7 separate regions of the Sus scrofa genome follow, and all the other regions are linked to region 4. A link is a contact called in public Hi-C, HiChIP or PLAC-seq and promoter capture Hi-C data. All regions are on one chromosome and are shown on one strand. Each heading gives the region's core, a stretch centred on a gene start, on an enhancer-like site or on the middle of the called end of the contact. The rest is flanking DNA. Distances are from core to core; before and after follow the strand shown.

Region 1 (3,580 bases), core at 449-2,948, 610 kb after region 4:
CCTGGATGTAACGCACGATGTCGTCCAGATCCAAGCCTTTGGTCTCATCGAAATTGTAGACGGACGTGTGCAAGCCCTCCTCCTGGAAGACCTCATGGACCCCCTCGAGGGTGAAGAAGCAGTTCCGCTCCAGCTTGTCGTCGCTGTAAACCAGCACGGCGCGGCTCCACTGGTGGTGACGGAACAGGGCAAGCATCATCTCTCCCATCTTTGCGTACGCTGGCGCCACGCGCGTGAGGTGCGAGTACTCGGTGTCCTTATGCTGGAAGCCGGCTGCGAGTGCCCCGGCTGACAGCATGGGCAGATCCCAGTGGGACGCAAGCCGGGCTACCGGTGCAGCCGCATACTCGCACACCGGCCCCAGGATGAGGTCGGGCTTGGCGCCCCGCGCCGCCGCCACGCGGTCCACCAGGCTGAAGAGTGCGCGGTTGCCGCAGTCCGAGTCTTCGTAGGCCACCTGGAAGCGAGTGCCTGGTGGCAGAAGCCGCCGCCCGGTCCCGTTTCCCTCCACGCTGCGCAGTGCATATTCGATGGCCGGCCGCACCCGGGCCAGGGAAAACAGGTACGAGTCGTCCTGGGGCAACAGCACCAGCACCTCGATCTTCTGCGGCGGCAGCGCCTCTCTCTCCCGGCGCCCGCCGCCCGGGCCCCCGCCAACACCGCCACCCGTGCAGCCGACCAGCAACGCCCAGTCGAGCAGTACGCACGCGGAGAAAGTGAGCACCAGCAGGGAAGGCATCGTGCCGCAGGAAAGCGCCTGCCCTCGCTGCGGACTCGCTCTCTGCCCCCCACCCACCCTTCCTCTTTCCTCCCCACTCTACTCTCCGAGGTCCCTGCGCCCCCTTGGGCGCTCTAAGAAAATAGAATACCCCCTTCACTAACTCGCCAAAAGATAGAGAGGAAGAGTCCTCCTTTGCAATGCCACTCGTTTAAAAAAAAGAAAAAAGAAGAAAGGAAAAGAAAAAGTTCACCGGGTGTAAACCTATACAGCTATATTATAAATATACTTTTTATAAATATATATATATATATTCGCCCTCCCTTTATATATACTATTTTGCTTAGAGGTGGCTTCTTATTTGGGCGTTGCTAAGGTTTCTTTTGAAAGCGTATTTGTAAAAGAAGAAAAAGTTAGACTTGTCCAGGTGCTTGTAATTGACGGTGCATCTCCCTCGCGTTTGATCTCATTGATTCGCGCCGGTTCCTGGATCCATAACCCGAGTTTAAATAGCGTGGCAGCGGCGGAGCGTGTTACCACACAAGGCGCGCCGAGGCTGGGCTTGTATTTCCAACCGGTGGGGAGGGTGGGAGTGGGGAGTGGTGGGGGCTGGGCTGGGGAGCCTCTCATTAACATTCTTACATCAGGGCTCCTCCCCGCACCCCTACTCTTCCCACCCCTCCCCTGTCCCTAACTCCCACTCCCCGTCAGACCTCGGCCTTTTCCTTAAAGCCGCAGTCGCCCACGTCTGCACCAGCAGGAGCCCCCACCGCTCCACACTGCCACCAGGGTCCCCGCCACTCCCTTGCCCCGCGTGCGGCAGCCCTCTCTTCAGCTCCGGCCTTTAAAAATGGAAATGTGTTTGAAAGTAAAGAAACGCGCGCAGGCACACACATAACGTGCAAAAAAAAAAAATAAAAAAGAGGAATGGGGTGGTCCTAGAAATTAGTGGTTTCGTTGCAAAAAAAAAAAAAAAAAGCTCTCACCTCTCTCTCACTCCAGCCACACTCCCTCCCGAAGCGACTCGGGGCGGGCAGTCGACCTTCCCAGCCCCCCTGGCTCAAGGTCAGGGAACAAGGACCAAGGCACCGATGCAGACGTCTAGGTCGCGGACCTGGAACGCCTTGCTAGCCCCGGCGTCCTCCCCCGCCCCCCGCCGGCCTCCTCCCCCTGGGCAGCCCGGGTTCGCGCCGGAGCCGAAGTGCTGCGGCGCATCCAGCGTTCCCCACGCACCCAGTGTTCCCCGCGCACCGAACACCTCCGCTGGCGCGCTTCGAGCAGAAAAGCGAAACTTGTTGCTCCCAAAGGCGAGAGAACACTTTTTCGCCTGGAGGTGGCAGAAGGCTTGAAAAGCATCTCCAAGGCATCCTTGGGCTTTGTTTGCTAAACCAGGTAACTACATAAAGAGACCTTCTTCCGAAAGCTTTTTCCCGAAGGCCCCTGGGTGGAGTCGCGTCCTCCGCTCCAGTCCTTGCGCTGGGAAATCCCACCGCTTTTCTTCCGCGGCTCGCGAGAACCTGTGCTCTAGGTTCTCCAAGGCCGAGAAAGGTCCTGCGTCCGAGACCCAGTCACGCCACTGGTCCCAGCCACAGCAGTGTTGGAGACGAGGATGGAAACGGCCTTGAAGAAGTCAGTGACCAGAAGAGCCTCGCCGGAGTGCGCTGCGCTGCAGGGCAGGACCTAGAGGAACTTGACCCTCTGAACCTGGTTAACATTTCACCGAGGTCATTTGCAATGTGAACCTGCTACTTTGGAAGGGTGAATTCCACCACTTAGGTCCCGCGAATTAAAATAAATTGAAAGTATTTTAAAATGGTCTTTCATTTGACTGGGCGTTCTTGTCCATAAACTTCTCTTAGTCTTAGACCAACGCCCTCTTTCGGCAGAAACTTGCAGCCGCCGTCTACCCCGGTTGCCACCTCCCCAGGCGCTGAGTTTGTTTTGGGTTTTGTTTTGTTTTGCTTTATTTAACGCCGGGATCTCAAAGAGCCATCGCTCTCATTTGTGACGGTGAAACGGTAAATTGGGGTTTCCGGAGATGTAGCAACTTCAGGCATCAGTGCTCGCCACTCTTAACATCACCCTCCTTATCGCTCTTTCTGACACTGTAAATGTAGCTGAGTAACGTTTCATCCTCGGGGCATTTAGATTTCAGATAATGCTCTGTGGTCCCTGAATCTTCAAGTAGGACCTTATAATTCCAGCGAAAACCTTCATTCATGTTACTAGACCTGCTAGCCAGTAGCACACGAGGCATCTGTATACAATTTTATTTCCCCCCCAAAACGGGTACCCCCCACACACTGGAAATTGAGATTTAGAGCTTCACAGCGACTAAATCCCCCCTGAATTCCTAGGAAGAAGGGAGGGGGAGAGAGAGAGAACAACAAGCTAAATCCCGAATTCCAAGGGTCTTAATGGATTTCGAAACTGGTTGCCAGGAGACGTGAAGAAACCAGGGTTTACTATTACCGCTCGCTATGCCCTGTGTCTGGGGAACACTGGCCAACAGCGATATGATTCCGCTCACTGTGTAGCGCGGGCTTAGTGGGAAAGTCTGGGGTTTCAGTGGCATCGGGTGTGAAAGCCTCTCCCTGTCCCAGCGCTGCCCAGCCAGGGTCACAGGCAGGGCAGTGCCTTTACGTCTGAGTGAGTGTCACGGCCTCTCCGTGGCCTTTGGAACAGAGCTCTCCACTCCAGTTTGTCACTCAAGAGCACAAACTAAGATGTGGAAGGGAAGAGCCCCCAAACTAGGCAGCAGAACCAGAAAAGCCAGTGTTACCTCTCTTGCGGATGTTCAATGCACCCCTTACATTTTTCCATTAAGCAGAAACTAGGATTTTTTTTAACTAAGGTATTAAT
Region 2 (3,775 bases), core at 163-2,662, 600 kb before region 4:
CTTATGAAATGGGGAAGGCAGAGTTTCAAAAACCCCTCTAGGTGGGAGCTGCCTGTTTGGAAGAAGCATGACTCCCAAGATTCCTGTACTTGTGAACTGGTGAGCTTTTATTTTATTGAATCACTCTCTTGCTCCATCCTCAGCACCAAATCCCTTCCACGTATAATGCGGGATTGAGAGGCAGCTGTTCTGGCAGTTGCAGGAGTGATGCAATTTGCATAGGGAAGTGGCTTTTGGTTCCCAGGCCCCTTTGCTGAGTGAGGAGGGCAGCTGTGAGCAGCCCTCTGGCCTCTTCCCCCTCGGCAGATGCTCTGTTGCCTCAGCATCAGGCCTGGCCTCTTACAGCGCCACCCTTGACCTCTGAACATCACACGCTGGCCATTCACAGCTTTTAAGGCCCCAGGTCTCTTCAGTCCTCATGGGGGAGGGCCAGATTTTTTTGTTAGCTGAGTGCATGAGTGATATTAGAGAAAATGATATGGAAATAGAAGCAATTTTTAATGGCATAGTTACACCGGTGCTCTTGATTTATTACCATGAAGAGGTTAGGAATGTCCATTTTCTCTTTGGCTCAATTTAATTAAAATGTAGCAAGTATCATAAAGAAAATGATAGTGCTCTCCGTGCTGATTGATCTCCTTGAAAGTAGGGTGTTTGGCTTGACACTTTGCATTTCTTCCATTTTAATAAAAAAATGTGGCAGCAGAAAGAGGAGCCAGAGACAGACAACCTTCTAATACGAAGCAGGATATTATATCTTTATCTGGCAGTAAGCGACTTGGTCCACTTTGATCCAGCCTCGGTTTTTGGCACGTCCAGGGAAAAGGAAATGAAACTTAGGATGGGGAAATGCTTTTGCTAAACCCAGAGACTCTGCGCTTGAATCCAGCCCAGCGCGCCGGAATCACCCACTCGCCTTCTGCCACCGGTGCCAGAAGGGGGAATGAGTTCCTTTAAGCGGGCTACGGTGGGGAACGAGCAACTGTACCACTCTCTTGATCGCCCTGAACAGATTCCCACTGCCATTTCAGACGGAATTGATGCAGTTAAGCCCAAATTTCCTGGCAAGCCCCAGAGGAGGTTTTTCCAAAAGGCATCTCAGACCGCGAAGGCACAGCCTTTCCATGTCTAATCGCAAAAGCAAACCACTGGACACATGCTGCCGCTTTCCAGCTGGTCGCGTATGTTTTCTTCACACTGGAACCAAAAAACGTGCCAAGGTGTGACATTTTTGAACCCCACCAACTGGGAGCTGTGCACACAAATCGTTTTGCCTGTGCTGTGGGAAAGTGATGAATGGGGGCCGTTCTGCCCGCGGAGGAGGACCGCTCTCCCTCTGGCAGGCCGGCAGCCTTATTTATTACACAGCGAAGTATAAAACCGCCCCGACCGGCAGCCGCCCTCCTCTCCAGCCCTGGCACTTGCCGGAAGAGACCACGGCGCCCGGAGTCCCAGCCGTCTGCCTCGGGGAGGCTCTGTGGCTCTTTTGAGAACCATGCTGGGGAGGCAGCTCGTCTGTTGGCACCTGCTGGCTTTGCTTTTCCTCCCTTTTTGCCTGTGTCAAGATGAATACATGGAGGTGAGCGGAAGAGCTAATAAAGTGGTGGCAAGAATAGTGCAAAGCCATCAGCAGACTGGCCGTAGCGGCTCCAGGAGGGAGAAAGTGAGAGAGCGGAGCCATGCTAGAACTGGGACTGTGGATAATAACACTTCTGCAGACCTAAAATCCCTGAAAGCCGATGAGCTACCGCACCCCGAGGTAGATGACCTAGCCCAGATCACCCCATTCTGGGGCCAGGTACTCAGAATTCTCTTCTAAGGATTACTGTCAAAGCTTATGAGTTGTGTTGTTCTTGCTCTCTCTCTCTCTCTCTCTTTTTTTTTCCTTCCAGCTCTGATCCAAGGATCGATGCTTTCCAGAAGCTTGCTGAGCTCCTTGTGGGTCTCTGTCTGGGTGGCTCTTGGGGTACTAGGTGTGCTGCTTGGTCTCTGTTAGAAAATCAGCAGAGGTAGCAGGGATGTATTGAGATAAGAGGCCAAAACTGTCCCATCAGAAAGGGGAACAGGGGTGTTCCCTGGTGGCTTCCAGTTAAGGATCCGGGGTGTCACTGCTGTGGCTCCAGTTGGATCCCTGGCCCGGGGAACTTGCACTTCCATACTGCAAGCATGGCATCCTCACCCACCCCCCAAAAAAAGAAGGAAAGGGGAACAGGGGCTGCCAGCTGCCTGCACTGCTATGACTCGATTTCTTTCTTGCTCTGTTTGTGGGGAAAGGAGGAGAGCTGACCTTTGCAGACAGATGGATCGCTGGAGATAATCATTTGCAGATCACAAGAAAGTTGGACTTGCCTAATTCCTTCCAGCAGCGAGAAGCTGCTCTTTGAATTTTTTCTTTTGATTTGCAAGCGTGCTGTGACATTTCATGCCAGGCTTGGTTATTTGATTTATGGCAGTCTAGGTTACTAAGCCTCTACGTTCACCCTGTTTAAAAAAGGACCAAAGAGTTAAAATTTTAAAAAAGACTGTCTTTAAAAATGCAAGCCTGATTTAATCGGGATTTAATGCCTGAGAATCACAGAGGACTTGATTTATTTCTTGGAGTGTGAGCTCAGCATCTAAGGGAACATCTTTAACTCTTTCAGGGTAGTATGGGAGTGAGTTAAGGTTTCAGTGTAGTGAATGGCAAATTGATGAAACTCAACTGAAAATGTTAAGAACGGAAGAAATGTGTTTTTAAGTACACTATTATTTCTATTTAAAAATGTTAAATTGAGGTTCATTGTCATATAACATTATGTTAATTTCAGGTGTACAACATAAGGAAGAAGTAGATTTTGATTTGCCTTCTAGGTATCCAGCATGCTGATATCAGATGAGGGGGGCAAGGGGGGTTTCTCTGAATTATACAGTCTCTGAACAAATCCGTTTTATGGCAAAAATCAACTGCTTCTATGCATTGAACAGGCCCTGAAAGAATCCATACAGTTGAAATCTAAACCCCTCCTACCACAGATGAAAGTTTGGGTTGAGACAGGTAACATGATCAACCAAGATCACACACAGACTCAGCTCTAGACATGGCACAAACCTGGGACTTGTCACTTGACCACAGATGCAGTGGCCCAAATCCTTCTGTGGGGCCAAATCAAAAAAAGAAAAATTCTTTCCTTTTCGGAACCTCAGAAGTGATAACCTCTAATACAACCCTGTTTTTGAAAGCCCCCTTTCGGGATTGTCCTTTCATCTGCCCATCTTAAGAGTGATTCGTGCTAATTTGTGTTATTCTCAGTGGTAAAGATATTTGCATTTTTGTCTGAGCCTTGATCTGGACCTTCCGTGGGCTCTTTGCTGGACCCTTCCTGGCTGCAGCAGTGTGAGCCCCCAGAGGCAGCAGAAGGCAGATGCAGGCTGTCACTGGTCGTTATTTTTTTGGCAGCCAACACCCAGCAGGCCACTGAAATTCAAATTACATTTCTATTCCTACCTTATAGTGTCCCTAGGCATCTAGCATGTTAAAATCAGATGAGAGGGCTAAGGAGCCACTTTCTGGATTGTTTTTTATTTATTTATTTTTTTGTTTTTTGGGTTTTTTTTTTTTTTTTTTTTTTTTGTCAGGCTTTTTGAAACCAAGGGGACTTTCAAACTCCCTTGGCTTCCTGAGTATTTCCAAACCAGCCCCCAATAGGAGATACTGAGGCGTTTTAGCCACTGATGTTCTTAGAGGTTTCAATACAACACCATGCCAATGGCTCTGGAGACCCATGTTGAACTTAGG
Region 3 (3,346 bases), core at 54-2,553, 990 kb before region 4:
CTGACCTTGGCGGGCCTCGTTAAAGGCACCGCAGGGTTGCCTTGCGGAAGCCAGACGCTCAGGTTCTTCGGCCCCTGGAGCCTGCCGCCCTGGTTCTGGCTCCGAGATAATGGGGTTGCTATGGGAACGGAACGCTCCCGGCGGCGCCTAGAGCATCCGCGCCTGTAGCCATAGCGACGCGGGGCACTTCCGGTCAGGCGGAATCCCAGGCGGCTGCAGCCAACCGCAGCTGCCACGGCACCCTCCGCTTTCCGGTCCCAGCAGGCGAGACTAGGGTGACCTTAGGCTCAACCCACCCTTCTCGGCTGAGGCTGAACCGTCCACTATTGTTTTTCTCTAAGGGACTTTACCTCTTGGAGATAAGACGCGGAAGAGGAGATAAATCCCACGGAAGGATGGAAAGGGTGTCGGGCTCTATGATTTATTTAAGGCTGCTACATGACATGCCTGCCGGACTGTATTCGGCGACACCCTGTGACCCCCGCGGGCCTCTCCACGGGCCCTGCACCCTCGCAGTTCCCCTAGGTGTTGGGGCTTTCCGGGCCCTGGAGGAAAGGCTCAGATTGAACTATTGACAGTGTGGCACTGTGTTGCTCTGCATGGATAGGGAAGTGGCCTGCAGGAAGTGAGTAGCTTAAGAAATGGATCACTAGCTCTGCTAATGATCAGCAGTTCAGAGAATATTTTTGAGGGTAGAAGACACATTTGGCAAACACCACATAGCCCGAAGTTATGCACCATGTATTCTTATCCCACCCATCTTCACTGGCATGAAATATATACAGTGGTAACAACTCAGATCTGACAGGTGCAGGGCATTTGTGGTCAATACCCAAAGGACCCGCACTGGCTCCAACAACCTTGTAAAACACAAGAATACTGTCATGAACCCCACAATGAATTAGGAGCCTGTGACAAGTCAAGTTGGAACTGGTATGTCCTCATTTTCAAAAAAACAAAAAAGCTGGGTAGAGAGAGAAGGAAAATATTTACCAAGAACTTGACCCGTGGTGTTTACATTTAGTGTTTGTTCTTTCCAGTTCTGAGGTTGAATTTTAATTGCTATTGATCCAAAATTGCCAAGATAACCTTTCTGGAGTTGGGTTGGAGGAGCTACTTTAAGGAGTTTGCTTTAATGTTTCTTAAGTAAAACCTGGATGGCATATTAAGGTTTGAATCTACCCTTAAGTCCTGAGCTAAAATTTTGGAAGAAGCTCACCTCCTTTACTCTGTTTCCTAAAGAACCCTTAGCACAAACAATGATGAGAGCATTGAGCCTGGCTTCAAAGATGTCAGGGTTCTGGTTTGGACTGTGTGCCCTGGGGCAAGTCACAGCCGGGAGAACTCAGTTTTGTTGCCTGTACATTGAGAGTGCTTATACCACTGGCTTTCTAAAACCCCTTCCAGAATTCTGTGAGGGTAAACAACAGATTTTTGTGATTCTGTGAACAATTTAACATGTATGGGGATGAAAAGGTTTCCTTTTCTCTTATTTCCCTTACACTTGTTACAAGTTGGTCTTCATTGAATTGAAAACTTTAAATGTTCTGTCAGCTAGGAAACGGCTCTGGTTGTTTCTAAGTGTGTTCCATGTAACTTCTCTTTCCTGATCACTTGCTTTGCAATCCTTGTGAAGTGAAGTGGTACCAGAGCAGGCACTAAATTCCCATTGCTACAGCTGACACTCTGGTTCCACCTTCATTTAATTAGCTCTGACCAGAAGCAAGTTGCCCTCATTTGTAAAATTAGAAATCAAGTGAAAAGACTTAGACTGCTAAACCTCTGTGCCATTTTTTTCCCCTCTCCTTGCCTCTTAACCTTGGCTGCAAATGTAAACTTAGAGTGTTGCAGGAGAGGTCGTGTCCTGGGACTTGCAGGAGTCCCTAGAATGGGCCACCAAGTGAGGCTTCCAGGCTTCACTCAGCAAAGAATTCTAGAGAGCCACAGTAAAGAGCAAGCAAGTTTCTTTAGAGGAATACATACTCCTTAGGCAGAATGCGGACCATCCCAGAAAGGGAGAGCGACCCCACAGCATGGAGTCCTGGAGTCCTAGGTTTTTATGGGTTAATTTCCTTTTTTTTTTTTTTTTTTTTTTTTTTTTGCTTTTTTAGGGCCACACCCATGACATATGGAAGTTCCCAGGCTAGGGGTTGAACTGGAGCTGTAGCTACTGGCCTAGGCCACAGTCACAGCAACACAGGATTCGAGCTGTAACCTATACCACAGCTCACAGCAACACTGGATCCTTAATCTGTTAACAGCAGCTGCCCAGCAGCCCTGCGCCGCAGCGTAACAGCTCTGGTGACAGCCCTGTGGCTGTAGTATACCAGCTCTAGTGACAGCCCTTTGGCTTTAGTGTACTAGCTCCGCACCCCTGTGGCTGCAGTGTATCAGCTCTTTCACCCAGCGAGAACCCAAGTGAGCACTTGCAGAGTTGGAGAACTCAGGCTTATTACACCGGCAAGCTCAGAGGAGATCGCTCTCTGCTCTCCGGCATCTGAGCCCCGAAGAAGGGCTTCACAAGGCTTTTATGGGCTACCTCTGCCGGGTCCATGCTTGGCTGGTTGGACCAGAGCGACGTCAGGCAAGGCAGTAGATGCAGAAACAAGTTTACAGAAGCAGATGTGTGGGGGAGGGGTGGTTGGGACAGTTGGCTCGACTTTCCTTAGTCATCATGGCCGGGCTCTCCTTTCTACATTTTTATTGGGACATTTTCTCCTACAAATCCACTGAGTGAGGCCAGGGAGCGAGCTCGAATCCTCATGGATACTAGTCAGATTTGTAACTACTGAGCCACAGCGGAACTCCCTGGATTAAATTATTTCATAGGCTAACCAGTGGGAGGAATAGTCTTGCTATTTCAGCGTAGGGTGGGGATATTCCAGGAATCGGGCCACTGCCCACTTTTTGGCCTTTTATGGTTCTTCTTGAACTGCCATGGCCTAAGGTGGAGTGATTTTTAGTATTCCAATGAAGGTATAGGAGCTAAAGGTCATGAACAGACTATTCTCAAAGCCACCTTGGTTTCAGCCGGTTCCAGCCCCTGGTCATCACATCCCAACAACTGCTCCCCTTCTTCATTGTACAGTGTTTGTGTCCCACCCCTTTCCCTCCAGTCTTAGTAGAAGGTGTGCTTTTGTTCTGTTCAGGAACTCTGGAATGGAATGCTAGTAATCTGGGGACGGTGCGTTCACAGCGTGTTCACACACACTCCCTCCATCGATCCTGTGGTGAGCATTGCTGTTGCAGAAATGCCACAGAGGAAGCAGGTCTAGAGGGTGTTTCTAGACTCCTCTGACCCCCCAGTCGAGTGTGATTGTCCTCAAATTATTCCAAACCCAGGAAC
Region 4 (3,683 bases), core at 204-2,703:
TAGTGGAGTTCCCACTGTGGTGCAACAGAAACCCAGAATCCGATTAGGAACCATGAGGTTGCAGGTTCGATCCCTGGCCTCGCTCAGTGGGTTAAGGATCCTACGTTGCCTGCAAGCTGTGGTGTAGGCTGCAGGGGTGGCTTGGATCTGGCATGGCTGTGGCTGTGGCAGGGGCCGGCAGGTACAGCTCTGATTATACCCCTAGCCTGGGAACCTCCATGTGCTGCGGGTGCAGCCCTAAAAAGACAAAAAAAAAAAAAAAAATTAAAAAAAATACTATAGGATTAGCCATATCAGGTAAAAAGAAGGGGAAAAATTAATTGCAGGTCTGTCAGTGAAAATTTAAAATGGAAAGATAATTAAATAATTCTATTTTCCTGATTAAATGTTTTTGATTTTGATCCTATGGGTATTTGCTAAAAGAACAGAAGTAATGGAAAAGGAGAGAATTAACACCAAGGCTTTTATGTCTTCAAAATACCTCTCCATTTTACAAATGAGAATAGTGGCTGAAAGAAAGTAGATAATTCCCCATGTGTGCACAGCCGTTAAGTAGAACAGCCCAGGGACATTAAAATGGTACACAGAACAGACTGAGGATGTTCCTGATACTAAAGGGAAAGTTCAGAGCTGAAATGTTGAGCTTTTGCGAATGGGCTAAGTATTGCCTCCAGCACCAAGCAGGGAAGTGTGTAACTTCTCTAGAGTTTGTCAGCTGCGGTCACCCAGCCTCCATCACTTATTATAAACCACCCAAAGCTTGAGCAAGTTGGACCAGGTCTCGGTGACTAGGCTTTCCCTTCCTTAAACTGGGGATCTTACCCCTACGCGGTTTTAGAATTAAACGAGGCCCTGCAACATTCTTCCCAACTATGGTGAGCGAAAGACAGGAGTCTAGGAGTCTGTCCGGAGCCCTAGACTCTAATTCTGTCTTCGGCTTCTAGTTAGTTGTGTGACTCAAAGCAAGACACTCAAGATCTCAGTTTCTTCATATACAAAAGAGAATGGACCCTGAAAAGACCTGCAAGGCCTCGCTCTACTGTATGAATTTGAGTTTCCTCGCCAAAGGAGGCCCTGACTTACTCAGGAGCTCCATTGCCCCTCTCGGACTCCTCCACCCCCCTACACCGCACCCCCTACACGACCGGGGCCACTTCCTCCACCCCTGGCTCCCCGGTAAAGCAACGTGGGTACCGGGAGAGCCCAGCCCAACCTCCAGGCTCTACTCTGCCCACTCACCGGCTTCTCCTCGCCTCCCATCTTTCCTGAAGGACTGTGGGCTTTCTCCTCAGACATCGGCAAATCACCCCAAAGAAAAAAAAAAAAAAATCCAAAACGATAGGCTGCACAGGAGAGTGGACGACAGATAGAATTGGGCTTGAACGCCCGGAAATCCTCTGCTTGCGCCACTCGTGCCAGCTGATGCAATAGGAAAGCGCCCAAACTCCGCCTCCTAACTTGACGGGAGAAGCGGCAGCCAATCGACAAGGGGGAATGGCGGGCCCTCCTTTCTCTAAACCAATGAAAAAGCTTGTCGGGCTATAGTCCTTCTAAGAAATCAGAGTGAGGCAGGGGCAGGAGAAGAAACTGCAGACGTTAAACCCGCAGGCCTGCTTTTCCCAGGGTACCCGGCTTTTCCCAGATCCTAGAAGTCCGCAGTGCGCCTGCGCCTTCTTCTGGGTGACTCGGTGACTCGACCTATTATTCTAGGGCCTTTTCGGCCACCGTAGCGAGAGAGAGGAGCTAAGTTTAAGTTTCCGGGAAGTCTCGGCCACCTGAATATCATCCCTGCCGCTGGGGCCGGACTCCGGAAGAGTGGCCAGCGTTCCCTGCAGCTTCGGCGTCGCCTGACCTGGCCTGACTGCTGAGTTCTGGAGACTTCTCAGGGATCCCAAGTCTGTGGCAGTGAATCGAGTGAACCCTCCTCACTGCAATTCAGGATTCCCAAGACCCAGGCCTTGGTGATCCAGGAACGAGCGCCTTTGCTCGGAAGTTCATTAGTACATGTCACCGCCTACCTATATTGCATCAGAAAGCATTGAACATGCAGTGAAACTTTCAATTAAGGAAATAACCACTCCGACTCCACGGATTCTCCCGTAGAGGTCTCAGTGTTTCGAATCTCCTGGTCTACTTTCATTTATTTTACCAGCCAATTGAAAACCGTTACTAATTTGAAATCAGAAGTGCAGTGAGTTCGTCTATAGTTTATGACCATCACCAACTTACTCCATCACCAGGTTTTATAGATTTTACTTTATAAATATCAGTCCTTGACAACTTGACACCTTCAGGGTCGTCCTTCCGTGAAGATCAATAACCAATAGCCTCCTGACCCGACTTTCTGCATTCATTTTTCACATGGCACCAGAATACAATACAAATATGATCATGACAACCTCTTGCTTAAAACTCTTCTTCAAGGGACTTTCAGTATAAAAATAGCCAAAGCTTTGAAGGCCTCTGACTGCCCAACTTTTTCACTTCACCATGCAGTGAACGAGTGATCTTACTGTTTCTCAGGTGTGCTCCCACAGGTTTTTTTTGTACCTGCAGAGTTTATTCTCCCCATCCTTATCTCTTCCTGCTCCACATGCTTTTTGCCTACTTTGCACCTATGTTAGCTCTCAAGAATTGTTGTCTTAGGGGAACCATTTCTTGACCCTTACTGAATGGAGCAAGTCTCCCTGTTAGATCTTCCTGCAGCTGTCTTTATAGCACCTATCAGTTCAGTTTTACGATTATAAAGTTACTGATTGAAAGCTTCTCTAAAGCACAACTTGTGTATTTTTGCCAGCATCTAGCAGATATAAGCCTGGCATACAGTTAACATTCAATACGTGTTGAGGGAATTAATGCGTGTTGAGATAATCCTTGCTTGAAAAACTAACTTTGTTAATAAGAGTAGATTATTGGTAGTACTTTGTGGGTGTTTAAGAAGTTCCAAGAGTTATGCGCAATTTTATAGGCTTAAATAAACCAATCTGACTTTCCATACTTAGAGTAGGAATCAATAGGATCTTACCTTCTATGCAAAACAAGTTAATTATGCTCTTTAGACAGGTTTTCAGAATTGCATCTTAATTTTGAAAAAGAATAACCAGGACCAGAAAGATCAAGGTCACTGAATTTGTTAGAAGCAAAATATAGGCAGAATATAGGCTAATAATGACAGATTGTTCTTACTACTGTGAAACTTGATCTTTAGCAGCTTTTCTTAACCCTTTGTTCTCATTTAACCTCAGAATCAGTCCTGGCCTAAGAATGGTGGAAGAAAAAGCAAAAGGCTTTCCTGAAGTGTTCAAAGTGGGCAGGAATTAGAAGCAGCTGCCCCATCCCCACCCCCCTTTAAAAAAAAAAAAAAAAAAAAATCAGTTGTTGGCAGTATCCTGGTGGCACAGTGCCCTCTGGTGTTGGGAAGGAGTTCCTTCATCATATGCATACTTTGGGCCAAGCAATGATGGGAACTTTGAACACATCTAAAATCCAGAGCACAAAATAATGTTATGCAAACTTTTTTTGGTGTCTGTGTGTGTGTTTATGAACGAGAACAAAAAAAATGTTGACAGACAAACCTATGTTATGCCTACGAACTTTTTAGGACAGCAGGTTCTCAACAGCTCCTCTTTGAGAAGTGGAAAAATTAAGAGCTATGCTACAAAAGTGTTACAAATAATAGGAGA
Region 5 (3,521 bases), core at 7-2,506, 700 kb after region 4:
AAGGTAATTAAATTGAACATAATCTATATTTCACTTTAAAACGGTCAAGCATAACTATACCATCTGTTCGTTAAAGGTACCTGGGGGCCTAAGACCATTTCAAAGAACCACCTCGTGTCTAACCCAAGTCAGTCCATCCGACACGAAGAGAAGGCAATGGTAACTAAAGCCAGCCTCTTTGAACTTCTAACAAAATACATTTTAATTTTTACTGAATAAGCCTTTACTGTTCGAGGTAAAAAAGGGGGCGGGGCAGGCTCCTCCTGAAGGCAAAAATGATACGAAAAGCGCCGGTATAGAACATACACAAAACACAACCTAAAAATCAATCTTCTATCTTTGATGAAGGCATGGGGGAGGGAGCATTAGAAAAGACGAGGTGAAAATAAACTAGGACCAAAGGACAGACGAATTCGGTACAACACGAGGGTGATAAACACTAAAACGGAGAAGGGGGGGTCTCACAAGACCAAGAACCTCGGGACAGGCAACGACTTGGGCGAGGGGAGGCAGGTTGGTCGGAGGGGGCGTGGGAAGCAGCGAAATGCGGAGGAGACGGTGTGGGAAGAGGAGGGACTTGCACCAAGCGCCATTTTCTTCTCTCGAAGCGCTCGCTACCCCCCAGCAAACCAGCCGTCCCCTGCCACCCCAGTCTCTACTGCCGCCCCCTGGGTTCTCCTCCGCCCTGGCCCACTCTCCCTCACCCCTGGAGGGCCCCCCCAATCCTGGGGGCAGGGGTGGGGGCACCAGAGAGGCCTAGGGCAAGCGCAGGCCCCGCACGCGCCCCCGCCCGAGCCCAGGCCGCCGCATTGTCCCGGGGGCGCCCCGGCCCCCTCCCCGCGGCTCCTCGCCCCGGCCCGGCCGTGTCCAGCCGCCCCAGGCCGCTGTCCCCGGGTGCCACCTCCAGGCGCCGAGGGGCCTGCACCGCGTGAGGCGCGGGGTCGGGTACAGAAGAGAGGGTCAGGGGAGGCGGAGGAGGAGAAGCTGGAGATCGGGCACCGCCGCCATTTCCCGCTGCCGTCGCGGACGAGAGGGAACGAGGGGAGGTAGTAAGCGGTTGGGCTGAGGGGGTGGGGGTCGGCCAGGTCGGGGTTTCGAAGGAGGAGGACCGGGACCCGAGTACTCACGCTCCGCTCGGGTAGGCGAACCACCTCCTGCTGGCTCGCTTGCTCTCGACTGACAGAGAACCGGAACTGACGGCAGCTAAGAGTCTCCGGCCCCGCCCCGCTGGGACCGCGGACACGTGATGGGGCGTGGCCTCCCCGCGGAAACCAACACCGAGACCCTTTCCAGGGCTTTAAAGGGACCTCCCCTGGTCCTGAACCGATGCCGTTAAAAGTGAGATGCAGCCAAGACTGGATCAGACCTGTGAGGGAACGAGGGAATGAATAAAACAAGAATGACAAGCACCGAGCTTTGCATTTGTTTAATAAATGTTTTCTTGTATTAAAATGAAATGTCCATACATGACCCTGGCTGGTAAAATTCAAAGGGAAGAAGCCAAACTCACAGCATTTAATTCCAGAAAGTGGGGAAAGGAAAAAAAAAAAAAAAACTTTGCAGACCTCTTCGGTCACATACACATCCTTAATACCTAAACTGAATCCTGGAGGTGTATGGTAGTTCACAGAAGGCAAGAGAAATCCATACTACAAGCAGGAACACGGCCAATAGATTATTTGAATGAATATTTAATGAATGCCTACTATGGCCAAGAATATATATATATATATAAGCCAAGAATAAATATAAGCTCATATATGTACATGTATGTACATATATTTATTCTACACACATTTATCAAACACCTATGTTCCAGACACTGCAATGAGGCACTTAAATATTACTTATCCTAACAAGCACTTTCCAAAGTATGAATGATTATTCTCTCCATTTTGTAGATGAGGACATCAAGGATCAACAAGATGAAAGACATCTGCTGTAGGCTGTACAGGGAGTGTGTCATGACTCAAACCCTGCACTGCTGGAGTCACACTGGACGGACTGAGGAAGACTGAAAAAGCTCGAGCCCATTCCCAATCATGCAGTGTCAGGCTAGATGACCATTTTTAAAAAGAAAAAAAAAAAGTGTAGAATTCCTTTTATATGATGTTCCTACAAAGGCAAGAATAATACATGGGGATCTAGGTTAGGTTACCTTTCGGGAGTATCGCTTGGAGTGAGAGTGAAGGAACCTGCTGGAATGCTGAATATATCTTGGTCTGAGTGGTGGTTAGATTTTCACCTAATATCTGTGCGTTTTACAATACATAAAGATACATTTCGATGAGAAAATTGAAAAAGTCAAAAAGAAAAATGAGAAAATTGAACTGTTAAAAATATGAAATTGGAGTTCCCGTCATGGCTCAGTGATTAACGAATCCAACTAGGAACCATGAGGTTGCCAGTTCCATCCCTGGCCTCGCCCAGTAAGTAAAGGATCCAGCGTTGCTCTGAGCTGTGGTGTAGGTCGCAGAGGCAGCTCGGATCCCAAGTTGCTGTGGCTCTGGCGTAGTAGGCCAGCGGCTACAGCTCCGATTAGACCCTGGCCTGGGAGCCTCCACATGCTTCGGGTACAGCCCTAAAAAAGCAGAAAGACAAAAAAAAAAAAGAAAAAAAGAAAAGTAACTTACTCATTAACCACTGTTTCAGCGTTTGCCAGCCCAGAGTTTACACACCCAAAGATAGTTTGGAAAGGACCCCCACAAACTATGGCTAAGCTGACCAAAGTTCCCTTTGGGGCCAGTGGTGCCCTGAGGCTCTGTAGGGGGTGTCTGATTGGAATAAGCTCATATAGTGGAATAACTAGAGGATCACCTGGCAGCCTGGGCTCTGGGAGCCACGAATTCAGTTCTCTTTCAAAATCTGGATGCTAGTGGAGAAAGGACAGAGTTCAGGGTACTGGCTGGAGTCACTTAACACACAACCTCCCCTCCCTCTCATTTGAGATGGAAAGAGCTACAGTTCTCTTTACTTACATGGAGGAAACTGAGCAAAGGTCCTTTCCCGGTTTATTCACTCATTTAGTTAACATGTATTCAACACCACTACTGTATGCCAGCACTGCTCTAAGTGGTGGGAATTTAGGAAAGAATGAAACTGATAGGGTCACTCTAAACTCATAGAGCAGACAATAAGCAAGAAAAGTATTAAATAGAGATGGCAATCCAGATAAGTGCTATAAAAAATAAAAGAGGAGTTCCGATTGTGGCACAGCAGAAACAAATGTGAATAGTATCCATGAGGATGCAGCTTCCATCCCTGGTCTCGCTCAGTGGCTTAAAGATCTGACATTGCTGTGTGCTGTGATATAGGAGACACGGCTGGGATCCTGCGATGCTGCAGCTGTGGTGCAGGCTGGCAGCTGACGCTCCAATTCAACCCCTAGCCTGGGAACCTCCATATGCTGCAGGTGCAGCCCTAAAAAGCAAAAAAAGAAAAATGAAAGAAAATGAAAAAGAATAAAAGAAAAAGAGGATGCTGCAGTAGAGAGTTTTAGGGTGAGGTTAACTTAGATCTGA
Region 6 (3,669 bases), core at 561-3,060, 570 kb before region 4:
CTGTGATGATTTTGTTGTGCCTTAAAAAAATGTGCATTAAACTTTAAAACTTGGGAGTTCCCTTTGTGGCTCAGTGGTTAACGAATCCGACTAGGAACCATGAGGTTGCTGGTTCGATCCCTGGCTTTGCTCAGTGGATTGGGTATCTGGTGTTGCCCTGAGCTGTGGTGTAGGTCACAGATGTGGCTTGGATCTGGCATGGCTGTGGCTGTGGCTGTGGTGTAGACTGGCAGCTGTAGCTCCGATTGGACCCCTAGCCTGGGAACCTCCATGTGCCTCAGGAGCGGCCCTAGAAAGGTCAAAAAGACAAAATAAATAAATAAATAATAAAATAAAATAAAATTAAATTAAATTTAAAACTTGAAGGGAATTCCCATTGTGGCTCAGTGGGTTAAGAACCCATCATAGTATCCATAAGGAGATAGGTTCCATCCTTGGCCTTGCTCATTGGATTACGGATTCAACATTGCTGCAAGCTGTGGTGTAGGCCTCAGGCCTCAGCTACAGCTCTGATTCATGCCCTGGCCTGGGAAACTCTATGTGCTTCAGGTGTGGCCAGAAAAAGAAAAAAATGTATAACTTTAAACTGTTGCCAAAATTCAGCCTCTGTCTACTGGTGCCTAATTGAATTGCAGAGACAGAGTCTGGGGTAAAGGAGAAAAAGATGGCTTTTATTGCTTTGCCAGGCAAAGGAGGGTCACAGGCTAATGCCCTACAGACTGTTCCCTCCATTGGAAAGAATTGTGAGGAGTTCTGTCGTAAAAAGGAAAAAAATAGGTTTTCAGGGAAGAAACAGGATCAGGACAAACATGCATCCTTCTTTCTTTGAGGGAATCTTAGTCATCAAAGCTGGAGTCAGGAGATCTCAGCAGGATCACGATGGTGGTCTTCTGGGTTATTGCCTGGAGTAACAGTACTTGGAAAAGGGCATATTGATCAGCGATTAGAACGAACTAGGCAATTCCTAAAAAACATCTTGTGCTAATAATCTTTTACCCACAGGCAATTGTGCTTAGGGTGCCTATTTTTAGCTTAAGAGTGATTGTTTTTAAGATGCAGTTAAGTCAGGGAGAAGGAGAAGGAAGGACTCTAAGCTGTTCAACTTTAAAGTATTTATTTCTGAAAGAAGCATAAGGAATCTAACTTTTTTGGGGGTGTACAAGATGCCTCTATTACTATGTGATCCAGGATCCTGTACTATTGTTGCTTGGCTCTTCCTCCCTTGTCACTGCATCTCCTCCCTTCCCTGACTGGCAACTGTCTGAACCTGTCCCTTGGTCACGGAGGCTAAATGAGGCCCATTTCCTAAGAACAAGAAATGGGGGACACAGAGGGCTTTTGTGCCCCTGAGCCTCACAGGGCCCTGATCCTTAACAAAGCTGTAATTATCTGTAGAATGGCAGGTGACAAATCAAAAATATTTAAAGCCCTCTCATTTGGCTCTGATGATCACCACCTGCTCTCATGTTCTCCTGCGAGTCATTTGTGGGTGAAACATCAGGTGACTAAGAAGTAAGGGTGGTGAAAGAGACAGTCTGCAGTCCACGGAAAAAATGCCGCTTTCTTCTCAAATGCTTATGTACTTTTTATTTCTCCAGGACCAGCAAGGTGTAGGGCCCAAAGCACAACGGCTGGGATGGACACACCGAGGGTGAAGCGTCCTGAAAAGAAAAGACGGTGACCGGCCAACCGATCCCAAGGTCAAGCCCTAGGAACAATTTTGGACTGGGAAAGGGACCAAATACGAAGCCTCCCAGCCTGCTGGGGTCGGCCGACTGGCGGAGGCGGCGCTGGAAAACGCGCCACTGCGCAGACTCCGCGGCCTGACGCAGCCGCTTAGCGGGAGGGGCCCGCAAGGGAAGTAGGGGGTGTGCGGCGTTGCTAAAAGCTGAGGGTTGTCTGCTCCTCTCCGCTTTCTGAGGGAGATGCGGGGCGCCAGGCCGCTGCAGGGCGTTCGGGTCGTGGAGCTGGCCGGCCTGGCCCCGGCCCCGTTCTGCGGTATGGTCCTGGCGGACTTCGGGGCGCAGGTGGTGCGTGTAGACCGACCCGGCTCCCCTGGCGACCCGAGCCCCTTGGCCCGGGGCAAGCGCTCGCTGGTGGTGAACCTGAAGCTGCCACAGGGACCGGCGGTGATGCGGCGTCTGTGCGCACTGGCGGACGTGGTGCTGGAGCCCTTCCGCCCTGGTGAGCGCCCGGCCTCGACAGAGATTAGTCCCGAAAGAGGGAGGGCGCCAGACCGTTTGGGGCTGGGCCCAGCACACCTTTGCCCTTTTGCCACAGACGTCCCTGTCTTTCCAGACTTTTCTGCTGCATTTGATATTGTCGTTGCCCCCCTGAGACAGTCTTCCATAGTTGGAACCCGAGATACTACTGTTGCTCTTGTACTTGTACCTCTTTTTCTGACTTCTTCCCAAGTTCCTCTTTTTGCTAATCGCCCTTTTATATTTGCCTTTTAAAATTATTTTAGGGTCACGAACCTTATGAGAATTGATCTCCCCGAAAACTCCATATAGGTACATCGTCATAAGGGCGTCTGCAGACCCAGGCTAACACTCTGCCTTAAATGCTAGTGTTCCCGACTTCCAGCTTCAGTTCAATTTCTTGGGCACTCTGCTTCTTGGAGCCACCTTATCCATTCCCATTATTTTTACCTTTTACAGGCAGTCGATGGCCAAATCTGTAATTGTACCTGCTTGTTTTAGAGCCACAGACTGCACGAATACACAGGTCCTGTGTATCTCTATATGCCAGTCCTGGGGCATTTAGGCTTCCACATATTCCAAACTGAGCCCATCATCTTTCCTCCTAAAATAGCATTTCTTCCTTCTGTATTATTTATTTTCAGTGGGGTCTATATCCACCCACTCTGCCTGACTCAGAAACTTGTATTTCATCTAGAACACCAATCTTCCTCCTCTGTACCACCTCTTGCCCCCCAGCTTTCAGTTGTCACCAACCCCGACATTCTTCATCCTTTCTATGACTCAGGATTCTTTCTCCCCACATGTACTGCAGCTTTCTTGACACAGTTATAATGGTCTTTTTAATGCTGATGTTTGGGCCTAGCACCACTCTGATCTATCCTCCGATAACAACTGCCACCATAATTTTGCTCAAGGAGCCATCCAAAGCTTCAGCTCTTATGTAGCAGAAAGGCAGTAAATGTTTGATGAATGTCTCTGGGACACCAGACATATTTAAATGTGTTAACTCATTTACCCTCAGAGCCAGCTTTGAGGACTATAATTTAGTAGTAGGATTATATCATAATTTAATAAGGCCCCATTTGAAGTTGAAGGAGGCTCTACGTGGTTAAATAATTTGTCTTGCAATTAGAAAGGTAGAGCTATGGATACAGACATGGCTACAGGGGAGGAAATTGTGGCTGGTGTTTATCTAAGTAGAGGAATGGAGTTCCTTTGTAACTTACCATAATTTTTAAAAGGACAAAGGCAGTGAGTTTATTATCTAATCTTTCTATTTTCAGCTTCAGGAAGCTTTAGGTTCCAGTTTCCTGGATTTTGCACAATTAATTATTAGTTGTCCCGTGAACAAACCATCACGGGTCATTTACGGGTAAACTGGCCCTCTCTATCTGTGGTTCCTTGGCGTCCACCAACCAATATTGTAGGTTTTGCTATTGAAAAAAACTGTGTTTGTTTACCTGCA
Region 7 (3,692 bases), core at 588-3,087, 810 kb before region 4:
AAAAAAGCCATAGAACAAATTTAAGGCATGCAAATGATACCGTAAATTCATTAATGAAGCACTCAATGAATGGATACAGCTCAAAATGGGACCACCTGTCCCAATTGAAGTTGTGCAGGCACTGGTCAAAAATTACAACAACTGGATAAATTTCCTCACATGAAATCTATTGCCTTACAAGTCCAACGGGGGGGGGGGGATATGACACTGGTTAAGCATCACTAAGAAACATGATGAGACTACACCCATCAGTAATAAAATTCCCAGCCACACCTGTAAACAGGACTCTTCAGGCTGGGGTCAGAGCAATCAAAATGCAGCCTCCCTGTGATGTACTCTTCTCCAACTATGTTCAAACCTTAGAGGTGAGACTCTAATGGCTAAGATGAGCTTCTGTCTTACTGATCCATAAAGGCAATTCCTCCCTCTGCCAGGCCCTGCAGGTCTTGAGATCACATTCTCCAGAGAACTGGCAATGGTCCCATCATCCCAGGGCGCTTAATAGTCTCCTCCCTTGGAAGGAAAACAGAGACCAAACTAAATCACCTGTGACCCTGCGGCCAAAGGAACCCGCGAGGTCCAGGTGAGCGGCCTTGAGTCCGCAGATTTGCCCCAATCGTTGGAAACAAAGTTTCCCTGAGCTGGGCTCCTTGGAGAAGCGCAAGCTTGGCTATACAGCCCAGGTGCTGCGAGGTCACTTGTAACGTCTCCACTTTACCGTGGGCTCCGTCTGCCTGGATGGAGTCTGTCTGCAGCCTCTCCCGGCTCTGAGCCTACCCCTCTTCACAAAAGCGGGGTACGAGGTCCAAACGCAAAGGAAAGCGTCAGCTAGGGGTTAGCAGATGAACTCTGCAAACTGCAGAAACTAAACAACAGACACAAAAACCTGCCCAAGCCAGCACTGAAGAGAGGGTGGGTTAGGGAGGGTACCCACCCTGCAGAGCAGAGGTTGGAGTGGATGGCGGGCGGGAGCCCTTCTCTCGGCTCCACATCCTCCCTCCTCCCCAAGTCCCAGCTACTCGGAGTCGGCCCGAACTCCAGCATCTTTCCTCCCAGCCCTTCTCGGAGCTGCGCTAGGGAAAAGGACAAGAAGAACCGGGAGCGGGGGTCAGTCCCGCGCCCGGAGCGGCGTCGCCTGCACCCTTGCACCAGCTGAGGGCTCCTGAAGTCAGAAAAGGAACAATAGCGGACCCTCGGCCGCCCCAGCCCGCCGAGTCTCCCGCTCGCGCCTTCCTCCCACCTCCTCCAAGTTCAGCGCGGAGGCGCGTCGAGTCCAGAAGCGGGGACCCGGGGGAGTCAGGCGCCGGACCGGCCAGGCAGGTGGGACAGGGAGCTGACTGGGCGCAGCCAGAACGCCCTGCCGGGGGCTGGTCATTCATTCCCACCCGCGCTCCCTCCGCAACCACCCTTGCCTCAGCCGGCCTACGAGTCGCGGGGGCCGGTAGGAGAGGACCCCTCTCCCAACTTGGCTCGTCCTCCCTCTCTACTCTGACCCCCCACCATCCTCCTCTTCCTCTGTTTCTCAATCTGTCCTCGGCAGACAGTTGGCGGCCGGCGGGGACAAGAGAGCGGTGACGGGACCCTCGCAGCCACCCCGCCAAGCCCCTCTGCCCGGCGCGCCGTCCGCGCCTCCTCGCCGCCTCCCTCATCCGAGTCCCAGACACAAAGGCGGGGACCGTAGCCGAGGACCCCGCTCCCGGGAGCTTCCCAACTCTCAGCGCCGCGAACTCACCCCATCGAGACGGCGGCGGCTCCCGGGCCCCGCTGGCTGCGCCACCCCGCCCGCCGCTTCCCCAGGAAAACGCGGCCGCCGGGCTCGCTTCCTGCTCGGCTTCCTGCGCCTCGGTCCCTCCTCCTCCTCCCCCGCTGCGGGGGTCAGTGGGCGCCGCGGCTCCCGGGCTGGGCCGGCGGGGCGGGGGCAGCGGCAGCACCACCACGTGGCCGCCCGGCGCCGGCCCCCGCCGACCCGGATCCCGCGGGAGCGGGGAGGGAGGTGCTAACCATTCCCCTCCCCTTCCCCCCCGCGCGGCCCCAAATTCCGCGAGTCAGGTGATCCGGCCCCGCGCTCCGGCCGGGACCTGCTGGAGGTGCTCCCGCCCGGCGGCCGCCCCCTCCTCAGGCCCGCGCGCCGTGGCGTCCGCGGCTTGCTTTCAGTTTTCCCCAGATCGTGGGACCCTCCCCCGTGGATCTGTTTGAGCCTCATCACCTGAAGTTAATGGAAACCACCGGGTTTAAGACGGATGAGATCCTGAATAGTCTTCCTTTCTGGTTAATGTCCAAAGTCGTTTGTGGTCGTGGGGGTGTTGTAAAGTCACTCATCCGAGCTCCTTTAAGTCGGTTGTTTTCTCCAAAATTCTTGAACAGAAAGTAAACTAGAATACGCTCATATTCTCTGGACTGAACCAGTTGGTTGGAGTGACTGTTCCAAACACTCCTCAGGTGGCAGGAGAAGACTCCCAGCGTTGTGTTGCCCAGGCGCTGGGAAGGAGAAACCGACAGCCTGAACTGAGCGACACCTCTGGGAATGCCCGCCCTGCGAGGTCTGGGATGCAAAGGGGGCTGGCCACACACACACACACCTCCAGAGTTTCTTCTTTACACACACACACACACACACACACACGCCCCTCGAGAGTTTCTTACACACACACATCCCTCGAGAGTTTCTTCTTTCCCCAGCTGCTGAGCCTGGCGTTTGAATGGTGACAGACTCCTCCTTTAATTCCAGGGATTGCAAACCTCTCTACCTCTCACTTAATTTGGATCAGCTTTGCCACTCATTGGTCAAGCTAACCAGCTATGGCTTAAAAAGTCTTTTTTCTCCAAAACCCCTGTGCTTTCCCTGTTAACTCTACATCCTTTGCTGAGGGCAGACAGCTTCTTGAATAAATAAGCAGTATGAGACCTTTTCTGGTGAGATCCACTCTAAATCAATTGAACTTCTTTAAAAAAGCAATTCCAACAAAAATGAAATTCTCCTTGCCAGAGGTCAATTTACAATGTCTCGGCCAGATCTTTAGGACTTGGAGACAGACGTTATCTGTACCCCCTCATCACCCACCCACCACCAAGCCAAGGGGACAGCCTGTCTTAGCTTTAACAGGTGACTTAGCAGAGAGCAGAAGGTGTGTGACTAGTTGCATGGCCTTCCCTTTCTAAATCATAGGTCAGAGGTTCTTTAAAGAAGTGATGAACAGTCGATTTAAAGCAAGATGTACACTCTTCCTTTCATCTCTCTCAAATAAAATCACCCTCTAAAAGACATGTGAACTGGTAAACTTCTTTTTGGTTTAATGCTGGCAGTGTCCACAATACAGATTTTCACTGCGGTTCACATGAATGGTGTACTGTGGGATATTTATTGGGGAACAATACTGCCACGTGCAAGTTTCTGTTCCCCTTTTAGCAGGACAGTTTCCTTCCAGCCGGAGCAACTGGAAAGGTGGGTGTTGGAGTGTGGTAGGCACTATGATGCCTTAGAAAGTTAACCTGTGCATCTAATATAGTTGAAGGAGTTAAAATATCAAACAGTAATTGTGCCAGGCAGGGTCATTAGCCTTTCATTCATAGAAACCCTGTCTGCTGCTGCTGCAGCTGCTGCCTTTTTTTTTTTTTTTTTTTTTTTCCTCTTTTACATAGCTAGGCCCTGTCCCAGCCACCTGCCTAGGAGCCTACCTGCCTCTGTCAGCCCT

What was found. Promoter capture Hi-C pulls out the DNA fragments that hold promoters and counts their contacts. A called contact is a pair of places that touch in the nucleus more often than the background predicts. HiChIP or PLAC-seq counts read pairs in DNA pulled down with a chosen protein or histone mark.
Region 1: a promoter capture Hi-C map of fetal skeletal muscle shows a contact between it and region 4, with 5 times the contacts expected there. The contact joins the promoter of NPR3 here to the promoter of TARS in region 4. A contact is called at or near these places in 4 of 5 promoter capture datasets (fetal liver, fetal skeletal muscle and liver), 4 of 47 Hi-C or Micro-C datasets (embryonic fibroblasts and omental adipose tissue) and 1 of 2 datasets of contacts at active chromatin or transcription factors (alveolar macrophages).
Region 2: a contact with region 4 is called in an H3K27ac HiChIP or PLAC-seq map of alveolar macrophages. The contact joins the promoter of C1QTNF3 here to the promoter of TARS in region 4. A contact is called at or near these places in 2 of 2 datasets of contacts at active chromatin or transcription factors (alveolar macrophages and skeletal muscle).
Region 3: a contact with region 4 is called in an H3K27ac HiChIP or PLAC-seq map of skeletal muscle, with 4 times the contacts expected there. The contact joins the promoter of TTC23L here to the promoter of TARS in region 4. A contact is called at or near these places in 1 of 47 Hi-C or Micro-C datasets (embryonic fibroblasts) and 1 of 2 datasets of contacts at active chromatin or transcription factors (skeletal muscle).
Region 5: a contact with region 4 is called in an H3K27ac HiChIP or PLAC-seq map of skeletal muscle, with 4 times the contacts expected there. The contact joins the promoter of SUB1 here to the promoter of TARS in region 4. A contact is called at or near these places in 1 of 5 promoter capture datasets (liver), 2 of 47 Hi-C or Micro-C datasets (heart right ventricle and skeletal muscle) and 2 of 2 datasets of contacts at active chromatin or transcription factors (alveolar macrophages and skeletal muscle).
Region 6: an H3K27ac HiChIP or PLAC-seq map of alveolar macrophages shows a contact between it and region 4. The contact joins the promoter of AMACR here to the promoter of TARS in region 4. A contact is called at or near these places in 1 of 47 Hi-C or Micro-C datasets (liver) and 2 of 2 datasets of contacts at active chromatin or transcription factors (alveolar macrophages and skeletal muscle).
Region 7: a Hi-C map of liver shows a contact between it and region 4, with 8 times the contacts expected there. The contact joins the promoter of RAI14 here to the promoter of TARS in region 4. A contact is called at or near these places in 3 of 47 Hi-C or Micro-C datasets (embryonic fibroblasts, heart right ventricle and liver).

What each region holds. Positions count from the first base shown.
Region 1 is chr16:18,839,658-18,843,237 of Sscrofa11.1, reverse strand. NPR3 (atrial natriuretic peptide receptor 3) reads right to left here and starts at 1,698. Exons shown (of 8, transcript XM_021077060.1): 1 at 1-1,698. The coding sequence starts at 739.
Region 2 is chr16:20,057,265-20,061,039 of Sscrofa11.1, reverse strand. C1QTNF3 (C1q and TNF related 3) reads left to right here and starts at 1,412. Exons shown (of 6, transcript NM_001145386.1): 1 at 1,412-1,798. The coding sequence starts at 1,496.
Region 3 is chr16:20,439,210-20,442,555 of Sscrofa11.1, reverse strand. TTC23L (tetratricopeptide repeat protein 23-like) reads right to left here and starts at 1,303. Exons shown (of 12, transcript XM_021076626.1): 1 at 1-1,303.
Region 4 is chr16:19,453,064-19,456,746 of Sscrofa11.1, reverse strand. TARS (threonine--tRNA ligase, cytoplasmic) reads right to left here and starts at 1,453. Exons shown (of 20, transcript XM_021076644.1): 1 at 1,240-1,453. The coding sequence starts at 1,296.
Region 5 is chr16:18,756,621-18,760,141 of Sscrofa11.1, reverse strand. SUB1 (activated RNA polymerase II transcriptional coactivator p15) reads right to left here and starts at 1,256. Exons shown (of 5, transcript XM_021076608.1): 1 at 1,128-1,256.
Region 6 is chr16:20,021,480-20,025,148 of Sscrofa11.1, reverse strand. It overlaps AMACR (alpha-methylacyl-CoA racemase), which reads left to right and starts at 1,810. Exons shown (of 5, transcript XM_003133873.4): 1 at 1,810-2,184. The coding sequence starts at 1,926.
Region 7 is chr16:20,266,873-20,270,564 of Sscrofa11.1, reverse strand. It overlaps RAI14 (retinoic acid induced 14), which reads right to left and starts at 1,837. Exons shown (of 20, transcript NM_001128462.1): 1 at 1,733-1,837.